Regions from separate parts of the Mus musculus genome. Here all the other regions are linked to region 2. The links are chromatin contacts, called in public promoter capture Hi-C maps. All regions are on one chromosome and are shown on one strand. Each heading gives the region's core, a stretch centred on a gene start, on an enhancer-like site or on the middle of the called end of the contact. The rest is flanking DNA. Distances are from core to core; before and after follow the strand shown.

What was found. Promoter capture Hi-C pulls out the DNA fragments that hold promoters and counts their contacts. Capture Hi-C pulls out chosen DNA fragments and counts their contacts.
Region 1: a contact with region 2 is called in a promoter capture Hi-C map of liver, with 3 times the contacts expected there. The contact joins the promoter of Rab10os here to the promoter of Fkbp1b in region 2. A contact is called at or near these places in 1 of 39 promoter capture datasets (liver), 1 of 484 Hi-C or Micro-C datasets (CD4 T cells), 1 of 115 datasets of contacts at active chromatin or transcription factors (pancreatic cancer cells) and 2 of 9 other capture datasets (adipose tissue and liver).
Region 3: a promoter capture Hi-C map of liver shows a contact between it and region 2, with 7 times the contacts expected there. The contact joins the promoter of Asxl2 here to the promoter of Fkbp1b in region 2. A contact is called at or near these places in 6 of 39 promoter capture datasets (the C10 cell line, HPC-7-derived erythroid cells, cranial neural crest and 2 more), 3 of 484 Hi-C or Micro-C datasets (B cells, Th1 cells and double positive thymocytes), 3 of 115 datasets of contacts at active chromatin or transcription factors (bone marrow-derived macrophages, double positive thymocytes and pancreatic cancer cells) and 2 of 9 other capture datasets (adipose tissue and liver).

What each region holds. Positions count from the first base shown.
Region 1 is chr12:3,233,753-3,237,424 of GRCm38.p6, forward strand. Rab10os (RAB10, member RAS oncogene family, opposite strand) reads left to right here and starts at 2,039. Exons shown (of 7, transcript NR_015551.1): 1 at 2,039-2,177; 2 at 3,533-3,660.
Region 2 is chr12:4,839,887-4,843,407 of GRCm38.p6, forward strand. It overlaps Fkbp1b (FK506 binding protein 1b), which reads right to left and starts at 1,687. Exons shown (of 4, transcript NM_016863.4): 1 at 1,513-1,687. The coding sequence starts at 1,549. It overlaps Wdcp (WD repeat and coiled coil containing), which reads left to right and starts at 3,417. Exons shown (of 4, transcript NM_001170858.1): 1 at 3,417-3,521.
Region 3 is chr12:3,424,611-3,428,210 of GRCm38.p6, forward strand. Asxl2 (additional sex combs like 2, transcriptional regulator) reads left to right here and starts at 2,247. Exons shown (of 13, transcript NM_001270988.1): 1 at 2,247-2,602. The coding sequence starts at 2,546. It overlaps 1110002L01Rik (RIKEN cDNA 1110002L01 gene), which reads right to left and starts at 2,137. Exons shown (of 3, transcript NR_030694.1): 1 at 1,891-2,137.

The DNA of each region.
Region 1 (3,672 bases), core at 789-3,288, 1.6 Mb before region 2:
TTATTGTTACTAGCACAGAGTAGAACTCTCAGGCAGTCAAGATTAACTCTTTTCTGTGTTAAATCACTTTTCTTCCTGCTATAACACCTTGTACAGGTTTCTTCATAATGTGCTTATGAAAATACATCAAGATAATGAAATGCAGTGTATACAACTAAAGAACATACAATAAGATCCTTATTGCATTTAGAAATTCACATCAATTAAGTGAAAATGTCTTGTTTTCTTTGAATAAAAAGAGTTATAATGAATTCTAATGTGTCTAATTACTAGTACACCTGGTCACTACATCACAGATGGGATGGTCACTGCATCTCAGGTGGAATGGTCACTGCATCAAAGTTGGAATTGTCACTGCATCACAGGTGGGATAGTCACTGCATCACAGGTGGGATGGTAACTATATCTCAGGTGGCATGGTCATTGCATCCCAAGTGGGATGGTCAAAACATCTCAAGTGGGATGGTCACTGATTCTCTGGTAAGACTCACTACATCTCTCAGATGGGGTGGTCACTGCATCCCATGTGGGATGTTCACTGCATCTCAGGTAAGATGGTCACTGCATCTCAGGAGGGATGGATACTACATCTCAGGTGGGGTGGTCACTGCATCACAGGTGGGATTGTCATAGTATCTCACGTGAGATAGTCACAACATCTCAGGTGGCATGGTCACTGCATCTCAGGTGGGACAGTCACTGCATCACTAGTGGGATTGTCATCCCATCTCACTTGGGATGGTCACAACTTCACACGTGGGATAGTCACTGAATCTTAGGTGGATGGTCACTGCATTTCTGTTAAGACGACTCTCTACATCTCAGGTTGGATAGTCATTGCATCCCATGTGGGATTTTCACTGTATCTCAGGTAAGATGGTGACTTCATCTCAGGAGAGACGATCACATCTCAAGTGGTCACTTCATCTCAGGTGGGATGGTCACTACATCTCAGGTGGGATAGTCAACTGCATCACAGGTGGGATTATCATCCCATCTCACCTGGGATGGTCACTACATTTCAGATGGCATAGTCACTGCATCCTAGGTGGAATGGTTACAACATCTCAGGTGGCATGGACACTGCATCTCATGTAAGAATCACTCAGGTAGAATGTTCACTGCATCAAAGGTGAGATGGTCACTGCATCTCAGGTGGATGGTCACTGTATCTCAGGTAGGATAATCACTGTCAATACATCTCAAGTGGCATGCTCACTACATCTCATGTGGGATGGTCACTGCATCACAGTTGGGATCGTCACTGCATCTCAGGTGAGATGGTTACTGCATCTCAGGTAAGAGTCATTACATCTCCCTTGGGATGGTCACTGCATCACAGGTGAGATGGTTACTGCATCCGCTCCGGTTGGTGTCAAAGGATATGGATTTGCCTGCGGTGAAGCGGCCACGGTGAGGGGAGGCCGGGCATGCGGGCGCTTCGACCCGGTGACAGGGCAGCGTATTAATACGGTACGTTCCTGGGAGGTTAGACCCGGAGATGTACAGGTAGGAACTACACCTCCCAGCGTGCCTCCCAGTGAAACTCGGGGCTACTGTGGCGTCACTTCCTATGGCAAACAGGAAGTCATGCCTAAAGCAGGAAATAACTGCAACTCCCAGCATGCTTGAACCCTAACTTCCAGACAGGAAGTTCCTCCGTTCCAACAGGAAGTGAGTCCTTCTACCGCATTGTAAATCTCACGAGAACTCGGAGCGGCAGCGTGACATTGAAGACTTCCAGTTCCGGGTTCCGCTGATCAGAAGCGGACAAGCAAACAGCGGATGTGCAGTTCCTCTCTTCGCCGAACCCGGTTTTCCCTTTCGGAGCAGCGCGACCGATTTCCGGTTTCCCCGCCGCAACCACCGTTACCCCCCCCCCGCCCCAATCCCCGGCGACTCCAGCGACGTCACCGGTTCAGCTCCTGACCTTTCGGCGAACCGCAGAACCACAGGCGACCCGTTCGACGTCATCACTCCCCGCCCAGATGTCGCTGTGACATCACCCCGCACGTGCCTGCGCTGGCACCGCGTCGTCCTGGCGAGCGCCTCCTCGCGGCGGAAGGAGATCCTGGGGTTCGCTGTGCGAGACATGTCGGCGGGGTTTCACGTGAGTGACACTTGGTCCCCACGGGATTGACAGCGACTAGCGGAGTGGCATGTGGACGTAGCTTCAGGTGAGTGACCTGTTTTTTCCCAAGAGGCACTGACAGACAGGCCAGGGACGGAGCCTGAGCGAGGGCTGGGAGTGGCTGAGCGTGAGTGACAGGGGCCTGGGGCGGGGTCTTAACTAAGCTCCTGCAAGAGACATAGATTTGCATGGGGTCTAAGTTTCATTGCTGCTCGTTTGCATGAATTTGAGTGAATTTGAATGGCTGCTTGGTTTTGTTCTACCCAGGTTTATATAACCTCCCCTGACCTGTATAAATTAGCATATCGTGTACGTTGGGAATTTGCATACGCTCATGTGACATCAGTTTCGCATGATGAAAATTTGCATAAATTTGCATAATGACAGCTCCCCTGAGTAAATTTCCATAAACATAAACGATGTTATGGCTTTACTCTGCGTGTATTTGTCATGTAAATTTGCATGCATTTGCATAAAACTGCATGACGTTATGGCTTTTCCTGAGTTCAGATGATGTCACAGTTTCCCTCCTTGCCATTGACACGTGTCCAGATGATGTCATCACCCTGTGACACCCCCCCCCCCGCATTTGTATATATTGTATATATTCTCTTGACGTCCTGGCTGGGGGTGTGCCCAAGAGTGATTGAGTCATTGTGGGCAGGGCCTTGACGCGTGTCTGACCCCACCCATTCACCCCTTCCCCCCACCCCAGGGCCTGGCCTTCATGGTCGTCCATCCTGCCTTCCCCGAGATGCTGAGCAAGGCCACCTGGCCCTGCCTCCAGTACTTTGCCGCGAGGGGGGGGGGGCACAAAGGTCAGTGGGAAGGGGCCTCAGGGTAGCTACTTTCATCTTTTTAGGAAGATGGGCGTGGTCTGTTGGTGGCCATACCCACTGTAAGTGGCATCATGATTGCAGTTCTGAGTTTGGGAGAAGAGGGTGGGTTCTGGGGATGATGGAGCGGGGAAATGAGGTCACCACACCAACCACAAGTGATGTCACTTCCTGCTTTTTGGGAGCTTTATGGGCAAGACATCAGGATGGTGGGTGGGGCCAGGCCCACTGGAAGTGATGTCATTTTCAGGATTTCTGACTTGTGGGTGGGGCTTCTGTGAGGGGCTGCCAGGAAGTCTGGTATGATGTCACTTCCAGCTCCACCCGTCCCTCCCCCAGGAAGACCCAGAGACCTTGACCCTGTGGTGGTGTGTGGCCCTGCCCCTTCCACACCCATTGCAGGCCTCGACCCTTTTCATCTTATCCCCGCCCACTTCCCAACGCCATTGCACACTTCCAGCCAAGCCCACTGTGCCTGGCCATGCCCTCCACTTCCTGTCCCGCCCATCACCTCAGGCCCTGCCTGCTTACTTCCTGTCATGCAAATTTGTGCAAATCTATTCAGGTGACCTCACTGACCCCGCCCCTGACTCCACCCCTTGTGATGACCCCACCACTGACCCACAGGCCTTGGAGGGGCTGATCCTGGAGAAGTCAAAGGACCAGGAGGACGCCATGGGGGGTGCTGTACAGGTGAGTGGGGCC
Region 2 (3,521 bases), core at 437-2,936:
GACCTGGGAAATAGAATTAGTTGTAAGACATGCTCGAAACCTGGAATCCAGAGTTGGGATGTAGCTCATGTACAGCAGGTGCCTAGCAAGCACAAGGGTTCCACCAGGAAACACACAAATCCTTAGGGTCCTAGAGTCCAGTCACAGTGAGAGCCCATTGGTTCCATCCTGTAACCCTAGGTCCAGCACACAGTGTACACGTTCCATAAATATCTGCTAAATGAGTGGTTTGTTTAACAACTCACAAGTGGCTTGGTGAAGTTGGTTGTGGATGCATGGATAGTAAGTATCGAAAGAGGAAGTGCCAGTGTGGATCCCTCCCGCCCTAGCAATCACCAAGAGGGCAGCTGCTTGCAGAAGTAGGGGGAAGAGTCTTTTAATGATTTTCTTCCTGAGGGAGGGGCCCTTAAAGCTCTGCATTTTAGGGGACCTGTGAGAAAAATGAGGGGACTGAGAACGGAAGTCAAATGGAAGGCGGGGAGAACGAAGATGGGGAGACAGCTCAGAGGCTGTGTGGGTGACAAGGCCTGGGAAGAAACGTGTATCTGCAAGGAGTGATCTGGGCAGTATCGGGTACTTCCAGGAAGCCCTCGGTTTGTAACCAAGAAGCCCTTTAACTCCCTGCGAAGGAGCATGCCAATAATATCCAACAGCAAGTTTGCTTGTTAAACACTCTGGACCTTGGGGGTGGCTTTTGGTCTGGATTAAATTTTGCTTAAGAAATAGCTACTCCTTGAATATGTTGAATACACCCAGTTTTCTAAATAGTTGAGGAAACTTGGTGAGACAGGGAACCCAGAGATAGATAGACTGGGAGGAGGGGGTGGGGTGGGGCGATGAACCAAATTATGGAACGCGAGTTGTTTTGACCTGGCTGACCCGGCACCATGGACCCCCCAGGAGGATCAAGCAGCAGGTCCGAAGGCTGGGTTTTGACTGAGGAGGGCATGGTAGAGGGCAGATGACCAGGAAGGGTGAGTAGGACCGGGAGGGTGAAATAGGAAGCAGAAGCAGCCAAAGGAGTGGCAGGCTCCCAAATTGGCTCTCTCCACAACTAACCACTGCCCAGCCCTGGGGGCCTCCAGACAAGAGGGGCGGGGAGGTGTGGTGCAATAGGAGGGGTTTCTCTGTACAGCAGGAACCCCCAAAGCGAGATCATCCCTGGAACCGAACAGGAAAAACGGAACAGAAATTCAAACCTGGGAAGTCAGTAGCAGCGGTTAATCGAGAGGTTGCAGCTCAGGAGATAGCAGCCGCAGCCTAGGACAGTGGCTGGACATAACCCCCTTGCCCTAAGGTGGCCGCCTTCACTCCCCAAGGTGAGCGGGCGCAGAATGGGATGGTGCGTTGTCCTCTGAAACCCACAAGAATCGGGGAAGGAGGTCTCCTCCTGTCGCCCGCATCTTTGACCCTCTCCCCGCTTCAGGTCCCCGGAGCCACCTCGGAATCAGATCCCAGCCCGCGGACTCCGCCCCGGGACCCCTCCTCCTCCCGGGCCCAGCCGCCCGGTACCGTCTCCTGGGGAGATGGTCTCGATCTCCACGCCCATCACGGTCCCACAGGCCCCGCCTCCAAGGGGGTCCTCGCGGCTGCCCCGACCCCGGCTCCGCTCTGGCGCGGACCCCGCAGGCACTCCCGCTCGCCTTCTTGCCGCCACTGCAGAGCCGGAGGAGGTGCGGCTGGAGTCAGGACCTGCGCGGGGAGGGGCCGCCGGGAAGGGGGCGGCGGGGTGGAGCTGTGCGACAAGGTGGGGTCGGCCGGGGCGGAGCCCGAGGGAAGCGACCCTGACGTGGCTGCTCCGGATCCTGGCCAGACTAACCACCATTAACCCACTGGCTGAAAGGGGAGGCAGGGTGAGCGAGGCGTGCCGGCACTAGCACATCCACACATCTATCCACTCAGTGTATATTTATTTAGCACCTACAGGGTGCAAAGCCCCAGGGAGTCCACTCAATCCTACAGACTAGGAGAAAGTCGGTAATTAAACTAACTCTTTAAATACGTGTGCTCAGTGCCGTGGGGTTCAGAGTAAAACGGAAGCACCCGAGACTGATACCTACCCGGGTTAGGCTTCCCGAATCTATTGGAGCAGAGCCGGCGAAGGGAAGAAACCAATTATTGACGAATTTTCCTCAACCACCTTAAGACCACATTCATCATTCCTCAAAGTTTTACAGCAGGTATATGTATTGGAGGTCTCACCTTTCAAGGTAAAGGACTGCTCCCTGGGGATTCCAACTGAATTAAAGGAGGATCAGCTCTGTGCTGAAGATACAGCGACAGCCTGAATGGTGAATGCTATAGAAGGAATGAATGAATTCTTTTACCTCTACCCAAACCAAACCAGGATCTAAAAAGATACTTTTGTCCTTCCCCAATCCGAATTCCGCTTCCTTGGTCCTGGGACTTGAATCCAGGGAAGCCAGGGCCTGTTCACTCACGCTAAGCTAACAGAGGTTACGTCCATGGCCCCTAGGAAGATACATTGGGAGGAGAAAACATTTGCTTGAAGGCTGAAGGAGACTTTAAGAAATGCCCCCCACCCCCATCTTTTCTACACCCGTTGCACAGATCTGAATTTGTTTCTGACAAGAGCCAATGGGAGGTGAGTATGGGAGAAGGACCTATTTATTCAAAGGCCCAGAACTGGAACTTGACGCATTTTCCTCAGTTTCTCCATCTCCACTCTTCCAAGTGGCTAGCTCGCAGATACTAGCTTGCCAGGATACAAGGACTAAAGTTGGTGCTCAGAAAAGCTGGTTTACGGTACTGTGCACGTTAGGATCAGAAAAAAACCCGTGTGTGTGCCCTAGAGTCGTCAGGGCTTAAGGCAAACAAACAAACAAAAAAGCTTAAGACACCCCACCCTCCAACCCTGACCCTCACCCCCCTACTGGTTATGGCCTTGGGCAGGTACTTTGAGATCGGGGTAGAACAGATCTGCTACTTGGGCAGGCCTACGAGGCTGGCTTCAGGTAAACGGATGTATTTACATTTTGGGAGTGATATTTTATGGGATTTTTAAATGTGGAGTTCTTGACTCCCCTCTAAACTAAACACTAACTTTTTACACATGTTGACTGTAGAATTCCGATTCCCTCTTGCCAACCAATTTTTTTTTTCTCTGTATAGCCCTGGCTGTCCTGGAACTCACTCTGTAGACCAGGCTGGCCTAGAACTCAGAAATCTGCCTGCCTCTGCCTCCCAAGTGCTGGGATTAAAGGCGTGTGCCACCACGCCCGGCTCTTGCCAACCACTTCTAAGAGAACAGTTGAGACCTGCGTGGGAAAAGAGGTTGAAGCACTTGAGGTGTATTGTGAAGATTTTCGGGCGGTGATTTCGCGGGAACTACAACTCCCAGAAACACTTGCGGCAAAGCCCGCGCTTAATGGCCATCGGAAGGACCCGCCGCTAACGTGACGCACTCAATAGCCAATAGTCTAGAGGCATCTCCGAGGTCCAAAGGCCGAGGCTTCCGTTAGGTGCCCGGGACTTCTGATTCCCGGTCCTGTGACGTGAGC
Region 3 (3,600 bases), core at 997-3,496, 1.4 Mb before region 2:
TTCTATACAGCCACTTGCTCTAGAGCATATCCCTTCCAATTGCAATATTTCCTCCAAATTGCAACATTTGCTCCAGGAGGGAGCAAGAAGCTTAGGAGCCCAGGTGGTAAACAAAACCCCATGCCCAGAGAACACCAACAATCCAAACATTGAGGAAAGGTTATCAATTTTTTTTTTCAAAAAAATCTAATTGTAGGCTGGGTGTGATGCTCCAACACTCAGGAGGCAGAGGCATGTGATCTCTGTGAGTCTGAGTCTAGCCTAGTCTTCATACAAAGTTCCAGAAAAGCTGGGGCTATAAAGAGAGACTCTGTTTTGTTTTGTTTTTGTTTCTGTTTGTTTTTTAGAGATAGGGTTTCTCTGTTTAGCCCTGGCAGCCCTGGAACTCACTCTGTAGACCAGGCTGGCCTCGGACTCAGAAATCCATCTGCCTCTGCCTCCCAAGTGCTGGAATTAAAAGGCGTGAGCCACCACTGCCCGGTGAGAGGCCTTTTAAAAAGCAAAAAAAGGAATCCACATTTATCACACAGACACACACACACACACTGTTGATGGTTCTTTTTTGAGACAGTGTCTGAAGGACAGCCTGGAACTTGCTCTGTAGCAGACCTTATGGATAACCCAAGCTTCTAATCTTCTTAGTGCTTAGATGACAAGGATGCACCATGACACAGAAAATATTTTGACAGAGAAAATATTGCCAATAGTAAGGAGTTCTATGAACTGCTGAAACCCATCTAGGGAGCGCCTACATTCTAGACAACAGGTTATCACTAGAGATGTGCCTTCATGGTGAAGGCCTGCAATCCCCGGTACTATGGAGGCTGAATAATTTGGATTGCAAGGTCAAAACTTGCCGAAGCTGGGGGCTGGAAAGATGGCTCAGCGGTTAAAAGCACAGACTGCTCTTCCAGAGGTCCTGAGTTCAATTCCCAGCAACCACATGGTGACTCACAACCATCTGTAATGAGATCTGATGCCCTCTTCTGGTGTGCATGAAGATAGAAATCCGTGTACACTTGCCTAAGCTACAGAACGAATTCAAGAACAGTCTGGATAATTTAGGGGGACGCTGCCTATGTAAAAACAACAGAATGGCTGGAGTACAGCTGAGTGGTAGAAGGCTTATGCTAGCCTGCAGGCTCAATCCCCAGTACCCATGGGAGGCGGAGAGCTTGCATTGAGCCACATCCCTAGCCGCTGTGCATTCTCCTCTATGTTGTTTACAAGAACAGATAATCAGAGATAAAATGTTCTGGATATTCAGGAGGGTGTTACTGACATTATGAAGAGTGAATAGTTTCTTGACTAGACATAGCTGAACCATTCAACAAATATTTAACGGATTCCTGATACATATAGGCTCTGTGCCAAGGGAGATAAAACATACTTCTTTGATGATACCAATCACATGTAAAAACACAATGCGATTTCTAAACTCCTTTTTAAAAAATATTTATTTTATGTATGAGTACACTGTAGCTGTCTTCACTGTAGCTGACACACCGGAAGAGGGCATCGGATCCCATGGTTGTGAGCCACCATGTGGTTGCTGAGAATTAAACTCAGAACCTCCGGAATAGTCAGTGCACTTATCCTCTGAGCCATAAACGTGGTTTCTGTTGGCCTAAAAAAGGTCTATTTACTTTGCGAGACAAGGCTTGGTAGCTAACAACTTAGTTTTTGGTATATTCACATCCTATACTAGAGAGTTGGTAAATCAATCTAACCTGTCTCATCTATTAATCAGATTAATAATAGACAAGAACTGCACGCGGTACGTCTTCAAAAAGATAAGCTTTGTAAAAAATGAACTTGAGGACAAGACGATGCATGCCTGTAATTACCAGTAATGGGAGACAGAAGTTCGGAGTTTAAGGTCCGCCTTACCTGAGCCTGTACCACAACAAAATAAAACATGCTGATTAAAACGGTAGTTGGCAAGATCACTTGATCGTCGGGCTCTTTAAGTTTCCAGAGCCACTCCTCAACACACGCTGCACGTAACCGCGCAATCAGCCTTTCCCGAAAGGAGCAGATTCTGTTTCCGCCAGAAGATCTTCCCGGCGGGTGTGACCGCCAGACATCCGACCCACAGACCATGGGCCGCCCTCCGTCGTGCGCAAGGGCTCGATGCGGAGACACCGGAAGTGCAGGGGCGTGGCTAACTGCTGCAGCCTGCCGGTCCGACGCCGAGGCTGGGGGCGCGCGCAAGTGCGCGCTCGTTCGCGCGGCCTGCAGCGTACAGTAGTGACGGCCGCGCGGCAGGGGTCACGTGACCACAGAAGCTGCTTGTACAGTAAGAACCCAATATGGCAGCGGCGGTAGCAGTGGCAGCGGCAGCAGGACCGGCCACCCCGTAGAGCCCCCTACCCCCGCCACTGCGCGCCTCCGCGGCCGCTTGCTCGCTGAGTTGCTTCTCGGGTCCGACTTCCCCTTTCTCCCACCTTTCCTGGCACCGCGGGAAAAGCAGTGCAGGGCGCAGCAGGCGAGGGAACGCAGCCGGAGCCGGGGCACGGAAGCCTCCCAGTCAGTCAGAACCGACATGAGGGAAAAGGGCCGTAGGAAGAAGGGCAGGACCTGGGCGGAGGCCGCCAAGACGGTAAGGAGGAGGGAGCAGAGAGAAAGGCTGGCAGGAGTTCGTTTTCTCGCCGGCCACCCGTCGCAAGGCAAGGGAGGTCACTTGGCCCCGCGACCGGGTTGAGGATCAGGAAAGCGCGCGCAGAGAGCGGCAGTTACGGGCGCGTTGGAGAGCCGTGAGGAGACCGAGGCGTCGGCGCGAGGAATCCGTCGCGCGACTGCGACTTCTCGCGGTGGCTACGACTGGACCTCCTCGGTGTTGTGAGGTTGCCTTTCGGGGTCATGTCGCTGTCGCCCCTACACTGTTACCCCTTGTCTCGGCCCTGTGTGTTGTGCTTGCCCAGTAACCGGTTCTTCTCCCTTGTGCGCCTCGGAGAGCCCCGATTGGATGCAGACAGGAGGCGGTTTGTGCGTGCTTCCAGCCCCGGAAAGGAGAGGGGAGCGCTTGAGCTCGGTGGCGTTCTCCTGTCGAGGCAGAGGTGCTGCCAGACCGGGGCCCCCGCTTATCTTGCTCCGGGAGCCAATGTGAGGTCACGAGGCTTTTGTGTTTGCTGTGAGAGCTGAAAGTGCAGGAGGTGTTTAGAAACGAAGTAACAGGTGGGACTCAGAATTTTTTTTTCTGTTTCCGTAGAGACCTACTCTGAGTAAGGCTGCAATGCATGGTGGGACGTGTAGTTTATTGGCTTTCTTTTTCTCCTTTCCTTTTTCCTTTCCTTTCCTTTCCTTTCCTTTTCTCTCCTCCCCTCCCCTCCTCTTTTCTTTTCTTTTCTTTTCTTTTCTTTTCTTTTCTTTTCTTTTCTTTTCTTTTCTTTTCTTTTCATTTCTTTTCTTCTTTTTTAAGTTAAAGTGAAAGTGGACCGGACCAATGAAGTTGTGATTAGTGCCCCTCACTCCAATTTTGTTATATGGAATTTAAAAGTCATTTAGCAATGAGTATTTGTGAGAAACATTGTTTTGAAAAATTTAAAACGTGTATTTACGAAGAAAAGAAACCTTAAGGAGAAATTGAAGTTTCATCAA